2 separate regions of the Rattus norvegicus genome follow, and region 1 is linked to region 2. A link is a contact called in public Hi-C data. All regions are on one chromosome and are shown on one strand. The core of a region is the stretch at or near the end of the contact, and the rest is flanking DNA. Distances in the headings are between cores, read along the strand shown. Region 1 overlaps LOC120102941 (a long non-coding RNA gene). Region 2 holds the start of Plpp3 (phospholipid phosphatase 3).

The links. A called contact is a pair of places that touch in the nucleus more often than the background predicts.
Region 1: a Hi-C map of liver shows a contact between it and region 2, with 10 times the contacts expected there. The contact joins the enhancer-like site here to the promoter of Plpp3 in region 2. A contact is called at or near these places in 9 of 12 Hi-C or Micro-C datasets (the A7r5 cell line, Schwann cells, frontal cortex and 5 more) and 1 of 1 datasets of contacts at active chromatin or transcription factors (oligodendrocytes).

The regions. Positions count from the first base shown.
Region 1 is chr5:125,899,613-125,905,520 of GRCr8, forward strand. It overlaps LOC120102941 (a long non-coding RNA gene), which reads left to right. Exons shown (of 4, transcript XR_005504921.2): 4 at 1-2,105. Among named protein-coding and RNA genes, the nearest start is that of Rpl32l3, 28 kb to the left of the region's middle. Within about 2 kb of position 4,324, at least 6 of the 93 cell types and tissues checked have an H3K27ac peak or open chromatin away from gene starts, as enhancers often do. A contact at or near this core is called in hepatocytes and liver, where this site is marked.
Region 2 is chr5:125,152,467-125,158,197 of GRCr8, forward strand. It overlaps Plpp3 (phospholipid phosphatase 3), which reads left to right and starts at 3,534. Exons shown (of 6, transcript NM_138905.2): 1 at 3,534-4,089. The coding sequence starts at 3,951.

The sequences.
Region 1 (5,908 bases), core at 3,074-5,573, 750 kb after region 2:
ATACATACATACATAAAATCAAATCACAAGGCACGGGCAGTTCTGTATACAGTATCCAATAGAATTAACCAGAAAATTAAAAAACTACTACATCACTAGCTCTATGATCTTGCAGAAATGTGTTCTATGTAGGCCTCCATTTCTAACAATCTGAGAGGTTCTGAAACTTTGTCCTGCCCCTCCAGGAAGAATTTAAGGGTTCATAAGAGAGCTGTTGGTGATAGTAGAACCCAAGAACAAGAGCATCATGGGGTGCATACCCCTGGCATGGTGTAAGAGGAGTGAACAGAGATAGGGGGTGTCCCACACAAGCTTAGTCATCAGCCGCTGCAAGGAAGCTCCCTTTGAAGCTAGGTACCTGCACATGGGAGTCTGTAGAGAGGGCTGTGTGCAGCAGGGTCAAAGAGAAAGAAACACAGGGCACTCCACACAGAGAAGTCTCAGCAATGTCATAGGAAACTTGTCTTTCAGAAACTTGTCCCAAATTGAGATAAGGACATTTATAATTCTGGGGGGAGGTGGCTACCATTAACAACTGTGATTGGCTCAAGAAAGGGAGAAGCTGCGAGAAGTGACTGTGTTCCTGAAAAGGGACTAAGGGCTGTCTGCTGGCAGCCCTTTTAGCATGTAGAGAAATAGTTCCTTTGATGTAGATAAGTGGTCTGGGCCATGTTTCCAATGTCCCCTGCCTTGTCCTTATACTTACATAAATATGGTTTTTTATTTCCTCATGCAATTAGGGAATAGAATCATGCTGATGTACTTACAGGGGAAATGTGGGGAAATTATTTCTACCTTAAAAAAACGTAACTACTGATGAGCTGTTCCCAAGACGAACGCACGTCAGAGGCAGGGCACAGAAGCTGACGGAGACCAACAGTGGCATCCCAATGAGCTCCTAGACTTGCACTTTAGGTCTCCCTCTACTGGCCAACTCAATATTTTGCCTCTTGGATTTGTTATCTCATTGCCCTTATACTTCAACACAGTCTACGTTTCTGTCCCTTTAGAAACAGTCAGAACTCCTCTTGTGAGTCTGGCTCCCCATCCTCATTGGAAGCCTCTTTCTCTACGTCTCCTCCCCATCTCCCATGACACTACCTCAGCATTTTTCACCTTGTGATTCATTACCCCTTTAGGGGTGAATAACGCTTTCACAGGGATCACATATCAGATATCCTGTATATCAGATATTTATATTTCAATTCATAACAGTAGCACAATTATGGTTATGAAGTAGAAAAAAGAAATCTTATGGTTCGGAGGGTCACCACAAGGAACTGTATTAAAGGGCTGCACCATTAGGAAGGTTGAGAACCACTGCTCTAAACCATTACACATTCCAGCACAGCACTGTGCCCAGCTCTATAGTACTTTCTATAGATGGGCTATAGTCTTCCCCAGGATGGACTTCTACAGTCTTTAAATACTAGACCCAAGTCCCCATTCCCTAGGCCTCCTCTGAGTCTTCCATGTACCTACCTATGGCATTTAGATGAACACACAACCAGGTTGACCACGTAGATATACCTAGAAGCCAGATATAGCGATGAGAAATTGATTAGGCTCCAAAGATATTTGTCCTAAGTTTAAGTCTCTTGTCCCTGACTTAAAGCTTTTGAATGAATCTGTTAAGGAGTTGAGGGCTGTTTTCTTACTTACTAGATCATTACACAGTCTACTTCAAAAGATTATTGTGCCGATAGCATGAGGGGACAGTGACACGCGTAGAATGCCTGACTGAGTGTCCAGCATGGGGCCAATGCTCTAGATGTGGTAGGAGCTGCTGGAGGCAGACCCCAGTTCTGCATTCCCTCCTTTGAGAAGCTCCCCAATTAGACTGTAAGTTCCCTGAGGGCAAGGCTTATGGCTTCTTGTTCATAATTGCCTCCTAATGCGTGGCTCACAGCCTGAATAAATATTCAAAGACATTAAAATAAGTATCATGACACTATTGAATGAAATGGACTTGAACTGAATCCTTTATGGTTCCCCAATGCAGAGGACATATCTCATTTATTTTTGAAAAGAGGAAATTAGAAATTCCATTATATGGTGATCAGAGCTGTGGTCTTGGCAGCTGAGGAAAGACGAGGTGGCCTGCTGCGCATGATGAGTCACACGCACCTCTTCCTCCATCTTCTGGGCAGCTGCCCTCACAGGGCTGCTGCCATGCTGGACAGTTCAGACTAAACACAGATACATCACTGTCTCCTCACACACTGCGTCACATCTGCAACAGCAATGGGCTCCTGGGGACAGTAAGAGAGACCGAGACCACCTTGAAGTGGTTAATGTTCATACCTGTCACCTTGCTGTCATCCTTCCTAGAGCAGCCTCAGAGCGAGTCCATGGGGCAATGGCTGCATGGCAAACCATTCTTCATGTGCTGGGCCCTGGATAGCTCACTAGGTTCTGCTCTTGAGAAGAAGGAAAATTATGTGCTTGACACAAATTCCACTGATGAGAGTCACCTCTTGGCTCTTAATTGCTCCTCATGAGAACATTCATGATACAATGGCAAACACTTGGAGGAACTCCTGCACAGACAGTCATTTACTTGGATGAAAAAAAGAAAAGCAACCTCATTTTTCCTGGAAGGTTGACAAAAAAATATCGAGAGCTGCGTTCTTCTCTTTACTTGATGCTGAATAAATATTTATTAAAGGTGCACCATGTAGTGTCCAGAATCCTGGGCACGAGGAAATGAGATGTCAGCCCAGGCTGCTTAAGCTTAGAGATAGCTGGGCAGTCAGTCCAAAAGGCAGCAGACTCAGTATGTGCAGAGCAGGCTCCGCTGCAGACTTGGGGATGGTCCAGAGAAAATAGCTATGTGAAGGGATGGACCACCTGGACTCTACTCCTGTGAGTACTGGCTGAGAAGGGAAAGGGTCAGAGTAAGACCCAGCAAGAAAACAGTAGAAAGTGCACTGTTCACCACAGCAAGGCAGTACAGGAAGCCATCACTAGAAGATGAAGAAACAGAGATTTCACACTGGGTACCCGAACATTTTCTAAAAGCATTAAAGTTCCAACAGAGTCACTTCAGAATCCCAGGCAAATTAAGTGTCTCCTGTGACAGGATAGTATATCCATGTTCATTAAATGGAAGTTGTCCCTCAGGTCCAAATCCTTAGCTAGCTTAAGAGCTAACACGGGTTAGCTGTGTCAGGTTTGAATGCGGCCGTCTTTCTAAGCTTTCCGAAGTCCGACAAAGAAAGAAATAGGAAAAAAAACAAATAGAACAAGCAAAATCCAAACCTGTTGAGATGGCTAATTTTGTGTGAGAACTTGGTTAGGGCACGATGCCCAGTCTTCTGGTCAAGCACTAGTATGAACATTGCTATGAAGATGTCTTACAGATATAATTAATATTTATTAAAAGTTTTCTCAGGTAACTTTAGTAAAGCATATCCCCTCCACAGTATGAGTGGGCCTCATTCAGTTCAAGACTTTAGCACAGATCTCATGGTATCCCAGAGAGAGAATTCTGCCATGATACTTCAACATAGGAACTTTGCCTAGGTTTCCGACCTGCTGTCTTGCCTATCAGATTTGAGATCCATGTCTACTCTAGAATTCTTACCTGATTTTCCAGCCACCTGACAGACTTGCTGCCATGACATGAGCCAATTCTGTAAAGTAAACCTTTCTGATAGACAGACAGACGCATAATAGATGTGGGTAGGTAATAGACAGATGATAGAAGGCAGCTAGATAAATTATGACTAGATAATAATAATAATAACAGATAGATAGATAGATAGATAGATAGATAGATAGATAGATATGGATGGCTAGATAGATAGATAGATAGATAGATAGATAGATAGATAGAGTAAATTGAGGAAAGATGGGTAGATAGATGACAAATATCGATATAGATGATGATTGGTAGGTAGGTAGATGATAGGCAGACTGACAGATAACAAGATATAAAGTATGCATACATATTTCCATAAGTGCGCAATTCATGCACATATGCAGCCATGAGGGCCCTGGCTGATACAACTAGAATTCATAAAATCTACTCCAGCCTCCTCTCTCTTTTCATTTAGTCATTTCCCCACCAGCAGAACAAGATTAATCACTCTCACTTTGAAGGTGAACTGAGTGTGAACATACTCCACACATGACCAGCACGAGCTGATGTCTCATTGTTGTTTCTTTTCCTCCTCCCTTTGATTGATTGACAGGACAGACACAAAGCCAGAAAAGAGGTATTTTTTCTGCTGACACAGCTGCCTTCAGTGAAATCTGATCTATAATGGATAGTGCTAAGTCCACGAAATAGAATTTACTCTCGGAGCATTGTTGCCAGCAGGACGGATGGCTGCTCTGAAGGCAATTGCTCAAGAGTTCACCTTAGAGAAAATGTCCAGGTTCGGTTTTATGTGTGTAGAAAGTAAATTCTATGGCAAGGGTGGCAACATTTAGACAGGGAGAGAGCTTAGCCAGGGAATTAAACATGTCAGGAGCCTCAAAAGGAAAAGTGAAAGGTAAAAGGGGGTACACGTGGACACTTTGACAAGTGGCACTACGGGAGGAAAGAGGGCATCTGGAATGGGATGTCACTGTTCGCCACAAGAACCAAGGACTGCGCTCAGTAACTCACAAGGTGGTAGGGGACAAACAGAAGCTCAGCTCTAACTCTGTTATCACAACTGGCTTACATTATTATCCCTTGCTTAACTGACCACATCACAAACACACAGAGAGAGGCAAAGCAGGCAGGCTCTCTTGATGGAATCTTTACAGAGGTTAATTTCTCATGTTTCTGTCAGCAAAATTCCCAACGTTGGAGTTATTCCAACATTAGACAGAAAGTGGCTAAGATAATGGTCACACAGCAGAACCTACAATACCTGCAAGCTCCCAACCACAGCTTTTGTAAACAACTAAGAGGACTGTTTTGGAATGGGTAGCAAAGAGGCACACCAGTACTGATGGGTCAGCTGAGGGTGCTAGGTTGAAGTGTGAGGCGGGCAGCAAATTCGTTCCATCATGGAAAGGGTCGTTATTGATTAGTTATGTCTGTCCAAAGAGCCTGGGAGTTTTCAGCTGGACCAGAAATTGTCAATCCTAATCCCGTCCAATAGTTCTAATACCCTACTCACCATTTACACCATAGGTCAGTAGAAAACAGCCCAAGGGACAAATCAGGCCCTTTGTCTATTTTTATAAGTAAAGTTTTATTGAAACACAGCCCTTGTCATTTATTTATATATTGTTTATGATTCGTTTTTCTCTATCACCACAAAACTGAGTCATTGTAACAAAGACCATGCTCTCTCTAAACCCTCCACCAAGCCTTTTCAGAAGCAGCTGTTCTAGAGAGTCCAAATTAAATCAATTCCAGTCAAGTAATGAGGCACTCATTCCATTCTCATTTATTGCATGTTTATTATAAATCCATTATATGTCAGGGAGTATATAGCTAGTTTTATATATAAGGTGTGTGTGCATATGTGCCTATTCATGTCACTGTAAAGCCATTTCCCCTCCTAGTCCCATGACTGCCAGAGGCAATTGGGGCTGTATTTTTCCTTGCTCATATCCAGCAGGAAAGAAAGAAAATATGTCCCTCCTAAGTCTAATTAAGCCACTTGGGTCACAAGCCTAATCCCATGCCAGATGATGATACCCTGCCAGAGTTGTTTTGTCAAGCCACTCCTAAACTGGAGATGGTGGTAGCTTTCTGAGTTATGTGGCCAACAATGCCCACACAATGACTACTAAATCCTGCATAAGGTCTGTGATCTTGGGTTAGAAGAAATCACAGGAAGATAAAGAGAAGATTGTGGAGAAAGAAAGTTCTGTGACAGAAATGACAGGGAAAGTCTACCTTAAACTTCTGGCTTGAGCAGCTGCGACCTTACTAAAAAGGTCTATGTGTGAGTGGTAGTTG
Region 2 (5,731 bases), core at 2,284-4,783:
TTAAAATGATTACATAGATATTAGGAGGGAGGGAGAGAGACAGAGACAGAGACAGAGACACAGAGAGAGTTATGAGGTAACCGAGAGAACCTAGAAATGAAAGCTATTAAACCTCCTGGGAGGGATCAGTTATTTGAGAAGGACATGTTGTTGCCACACGTAGTAAGTTACTCTTAAAAAGGCGTTTATCCCTGCTGATGTGATAGTTTTTACACAGCCATGCTAGTGAACTGCCTGTCATTTCAATGTGTGAGTTTTGGTAAGCTATGTTTACCAGGAATTTTAATTACTTAATGACTTTGAAATGACACCATTGTAAACTATCATCAGATTGGCTTCACTGAGGTTTATTTGCTGGTAAAAATGGTTCAGCGTCAGGTGTGCAGCTGAGAAGAGGGAGAACAAAGGGGAACAAACTAGAATGAGGAAGAAGAGTAAGTCGGGTTTCCAGATGTCAGGAGGCCTTGCTTGATTTCCTTTGAATGGCGATGCTGCTTCTGATTGGCAGCTGACACATCTGCTCCTTGCTGGTCCTGCTATTAGCCCGTCCCGATGTGAGTTTGGGCTGTTTTGTATCTGATCACCCAAGGAATTAAGTTGACGCTGTATTTGGTGACTTGCTAAAGTCAGTTTTAATGAATATTTCAAATATTCCCTTGAACACTATCCAAATACAGTCTTGTTTGCAGAGAGCTGTGCCTACCCCTTAACACCACAATCCGATCCTTTAGTCAGGAAAGGCCCGTAAGGAGAAATAGAAAGCTTTTATTTAAACATTCCTTGATTTTTTTTTTTAAATCTGCTTTTGGGATAACAGAATTTTATCTTTCTTAATAAGTGATTGGGGTTAAGTCAGAGAACCTTAACATAGAATAGGTGCCTTGAGCCGAAGCTAGTGTGGGCCAAAGTCAGCCATCTTAGTCATTTGTAACCAGCAATGGTGGCCCAGCTATTGCTGGACAGCGAGGGAAGTGCATCTGTTGCTAATGTACGTCATCTCCCAGATGAGGGGGAGCGGGCAGGACGAACTAACTGAGCTTCACTTAATTGTTTCTTGGACAGCCGTTTTCACTATTGCTCCTTCTGAATCCAAGACAGGCTTCGGGGTTCAGGCCTTGGAGAAGCAAGTCATGGCTGCCCGTGAAAGGGAAATCAGGTGGAGTGGGAAACAGGAGCCCAGATACTTTGAGGATCCAAGGTGGGGGACAGGTTAGAGAAGACTGCCAAAGCTGCCTTTCTTTTCAGCTTGGACTTCTGAAGATGTTCATCTTTGAATTTCAAGGCGGTGTATGCTGGAGGATTGTGAGCAATAGAAGAGCCTTTGGTAACCCAGAATCCCTTGTTGAATGCTATTAATTATAACATTAGCTTCTCATTGTCGCTGCTGTTTTAACAGGTGAGGCAGTGCTGCTTCTCCTGAAGGAGATTTAAAGGAACTTCTCTTAGATGCTGAGGGGCCTCACCTGCTTTCCTTTGAATGGGGACGATGCCTCTGATTGGCAGCTGACATGGCCGCCCCAAAGCTCCCTTAGTGCAGTTTGCTTTCGGAAGACAGGACTTTACCTTTCCTTGCTGGTCTCATTGCTAATTAGTTCCAGTGTGAGCTTAATTCAGCATACCTCAAACCCAGAGAACTAAAGAGTCTCTTTGAGGGTCATCAATGGCCCCTAATCAGAGGCCACTTATACAAATGACTAGTTTTTTTTAGCCCACACCAAATTAGAGTGAGTGTGACAAGAGTGGCCTAGACAGAACATTGAAGGTAAAATTAATTCTGTGCAGGAATCAAGCAGGACAAGGAGAGAGGGTGAAAGATCGGGGTGCACCAGAGGGGAAATGGTTCGCTAGTTGGGAGGAAGGCTTATAACATAGGCAGAAGGGTAGGAGGCAGGGCTGTGCAGTGAAAGGGATGCTCCAGGGGGCTGACGGTGGGATACAGAGTTACAGAATGGTTCAATAAGGCAGTCAGATTTGTACTGCGTATCCAAAAGCTAGAACTTGGAGCTGGGGAGATGGCTCAGTGACTAAGAACAATTAGTGTTCTTTCAGAGGACCCAGATTTGGTTCCCAGGATCCACACATTGGCTCCCAAACATCTGTAACTCCAGTTCCAGGATCTGACAGCCCTATGGCCTTTGTGGGTAGCACATGGTGCACAGACATACATGCAGGCAAAACACTAATCTGTACGGATTGATATAGAATAATATATACATAAGTCATCTTTTTTTTAAAAGCTAGAACCAGTTGCCTTTAATTCCAGCTCTCGAAAGGCAGAGGCAGGCAGATCTCTGTGAGTTTGAGGACAGCCTGGTCTAAAAGTGAGTTCTAAGGCAGCCAGGGCTATATAAAGATAGAGAGACCCTGTCTCAAACAAACAACAACAATGCTAGAACGGTGGAACCATTTCCATCTCGGTATTATAACGACCCTTGGAAGAAATGTGCTTTTGTACATTGTAGTACGCTCAGGCTAGATACTATTGAAGGTGTAAGGGCCTTTCAAATGTTAATTCTCTTTCTTGACCAGGGTGGGGTGAGGGTGGGGATCAACTCATATAAAAGTAATCAACATCATGAGGATCATCAGCACATTCAAGGGGAAACAGCAGATTCCTTGAAAGTCAAGGCCAAATAGGCTGGGGTATGCTGGAGGCCAGCTGGACTAGCAGAGGGGGGTGGGCTTGGCTTTGGTTTTCCAATTCAGAAATAGAAGTATTGGCCCAACTTACGAAGCTCTTCTGGTGTACAAGCTCTCTTACAGAAGCGCGTGTGAAATAATCAGTTATCTCCCCCACCATGACTGCCTGGGGAGAAATACTTCCGTGACTGCAGTCTACTCGCTGGGAAATGAAGGCACAGAGACATAGTCAGGATTCTAGAGCAGAGGTGGGTGGGTGGGACGGTGGGGAAGGGTGGGTCTGGCTCCGGAATCTTTTACACCACAGGATCTTCCGAATCTAACACAACTATCCGGTGCTGAACGTTAAAACCAAAACAACAAACCCACCTTAAATTGAAAATTGTATTTTTAGGATAATTCAACTCAAGGCTGAAATTTGTAAATAAATAAATAAATAAATAAATAAATAAATAAATAAATAAAGCAAGCAAGCAAGCAAGCAGGCAAGCAAGCATTTTAGTATTGTAGACCTCCCACCGACCCTCTCCCCACATCTAATCAAAGGCCAGCAAGAAAGTGCTTCTTTTTATTTATATGGTTTTCCCCCCCTTTTGTGATGCTTTGGAGTTTCTGAACGCTAGGGGCTCCCGGATTCTCTGGTTTGAGAGCAACTTTTTCTTTCAGGTTTTTTTTTTTTTTTTTTTGAAAGGGGGTGGGGGAAATGTGGCCTTAATTATCCTACGTTTTAGGCAGCTTAAGGAAGGGGCTGTGCTTTCAGAACCCTGTTGGAGCCAAGTAAGGAGGTCCCTCTCCTCCCCCCTCGCCTTTTAAAGGCGCTCGTGAAATATAAGCTCAGAAAACAAACCGAGCGATCACAGCGGCAGCCCGGGCGGCAGCAGCAGGAGGAGGAGCAGAAGGAGGAGGCAGAGTTGGAGTTGGGCAGACGCTGTGGAGAGCTAGCTGCAGGACGCTGCGGAGTTGCAGGGCTCCGCGCTGCTCCATTCATTAAGTAGCTGCGGAGGATCGTGGCCGGACGCCGACGCTGCCCACTCGCAAACTTCAGCACGCAGACGCACGCCAGCCCGGCGCGTCCGGGACAGCACAGTTTTGCAAAAGTTCCTGCTCGGGATTTGGCTCTCTTCCCTTTGGACTAGCGAACAGTTTGGGGTTGAGAGGAAAGCAGAGGCGCTCAGGGGGAAACCTACCCGCGTCTGCAGTTGGAGCTACTCGGCCGGGCTGTACACTCGCCGCCGCGTCCCGAGCCCGCAGATCCGCTCCTGAGCAGCGGCGGCCCGCAGCGCCCCGGGAGGCTCCCCGCAGCCAGCGCCATGCAAAGCTACAAGTACGACAAGGCGATCGTCCCTGAGAGTAAGAACGGCGGTAGCCCGGCGCTCAACAACAACCCGAGGAAAGGCGGCAGCAAGCGGGTGCTGCTCATCTGCCTCGACCTCTTCTGCCTCTTCATGGGTGAGCGCAGCCCCACCAGTCCCACCCAACCCCCCCTCCCGGCCCCCGACCCCGGGCCCTGCCGCGCTGTCAGCCCCCAGGGTCCCGCAGCCATCTCCCCCACCACCGGGCGCCGTGCTGGCCGCGAGCTCCCCGCCCTCCCGGACCCCAATTTCAATCCCGGCCTGCGATTTCAAGTTGGGGCGTGCTTGTGCTTTCGCGGTAGCTGGAACCACCTCCTTAGGGGTGACGGACTCCCAGCTGAAGATCACCCCTAAGGAGGTGTGAGCTCGAGCTCCAAGATCTGGAGGAAACCTGTGGCTCTCCGCCCTGCGTCCGCGAGTGAGACCCATCTCGGTCTCCCGGCAAGGCGGGCTCCTACCGGAGTGGCGCTGCTGGCCCCGGCTGCATGTAAACATCCACCCCTTCCGTCGCGCTGCCTTGCAGGGCCAGTCGCACTAGCTGGCCTTGTCACTCGCTACTCGCTTGGCTGAAAGCCGCAGAGGGTGGAACGTGGCTCTACCCAGGTGCTGGGCTACAAGGAGCACATCACTTGTTGAGCGCCTACTGTGTGCCGGATGATAGACCGCTTCGCGGGCATCAGTTTTAAACTAGCTCACTTGTGCCGGGAGGCCACTGAAAGAAAGGCAGTCACAGTCTTGCTTGGGGGCCACAGTTGAGCTACACTGCCTCAAAGTTGAGGCCCTAGCGTTCTGTTTATCAGAACAGATGAAAACTTCAGCTGAAAGGGGCAGCCGGAGGCACAGGAATTGGAGTGGGAAAGAGAGAAGGATTTATTGAACCAGGCTAGGGGGAAGAGAGAAGCAATTGACGTAAATCCACCATAGTTCCAGGGTTGAAGTAAAAATGGGACTTTTTCCTTTAAAGCGACTTTTGATGTAAAAGTATGCAAAACTTGTCACCAGAGCATCGCCCCGCTGCTACCAGCTGGGCGTGCCACCTAACTACCCCTTTGGCCTCAGTTTCCTCCTCAGTTGAATGAGTGGATTCAAGTAGATGGTCTGTGAGGCCCCTTCCTGCATTAAGAACTCGGATGCCGTCCAGGAGCTGTTCTGCCAGCACTGCTAACGGAAGAAACATCTGTGTTCCCAGTTCAGTTCCCCCAAAATAGAACTCCTGCACGGAGACTCCATCCCTTTGGAAGGGATTTTGTCGGGGCTGACTGTGGCTACCTGGCTTAGCTCCCCTTACTGAGGACTCTTAGGCAGTGGCCTCTTGTTCTTGCCCAACTACCCACATAGAATTTTGTGAGCCGGTGTGTTTCTTAGAATTTAAAATTAAGAATGGCTCTCTTCTGGTAGAGACCGTTGGAGGGAAGATTACAGTCTGAAAGGCTAGGGGAGGTTTTTTTTTTTTTCCGGAGCTGGGGACCGAACCCAGGGCCTTGCGCTTCCTAAGCAAGCGCTCTACCTCTGAGCTAAATCCCAACCCCTTAGGGGAGTTTTTCTATAGTTATGTAGATCCCTTTCTCCTCTCTGTTCACCCTTAGGATGCTATTCAGGGGAATTGTCACTGGGGGGCCTGCCTTCCTGGTGACAGCGGGCTTATTATCATGCACAGTGAACCAGATGAGTACTTAAGGTCTTATAATCAAGTTGTTGAATTTTTAAAAGATCCTTCCAGGTCCTGGGGTGAGGGGAGT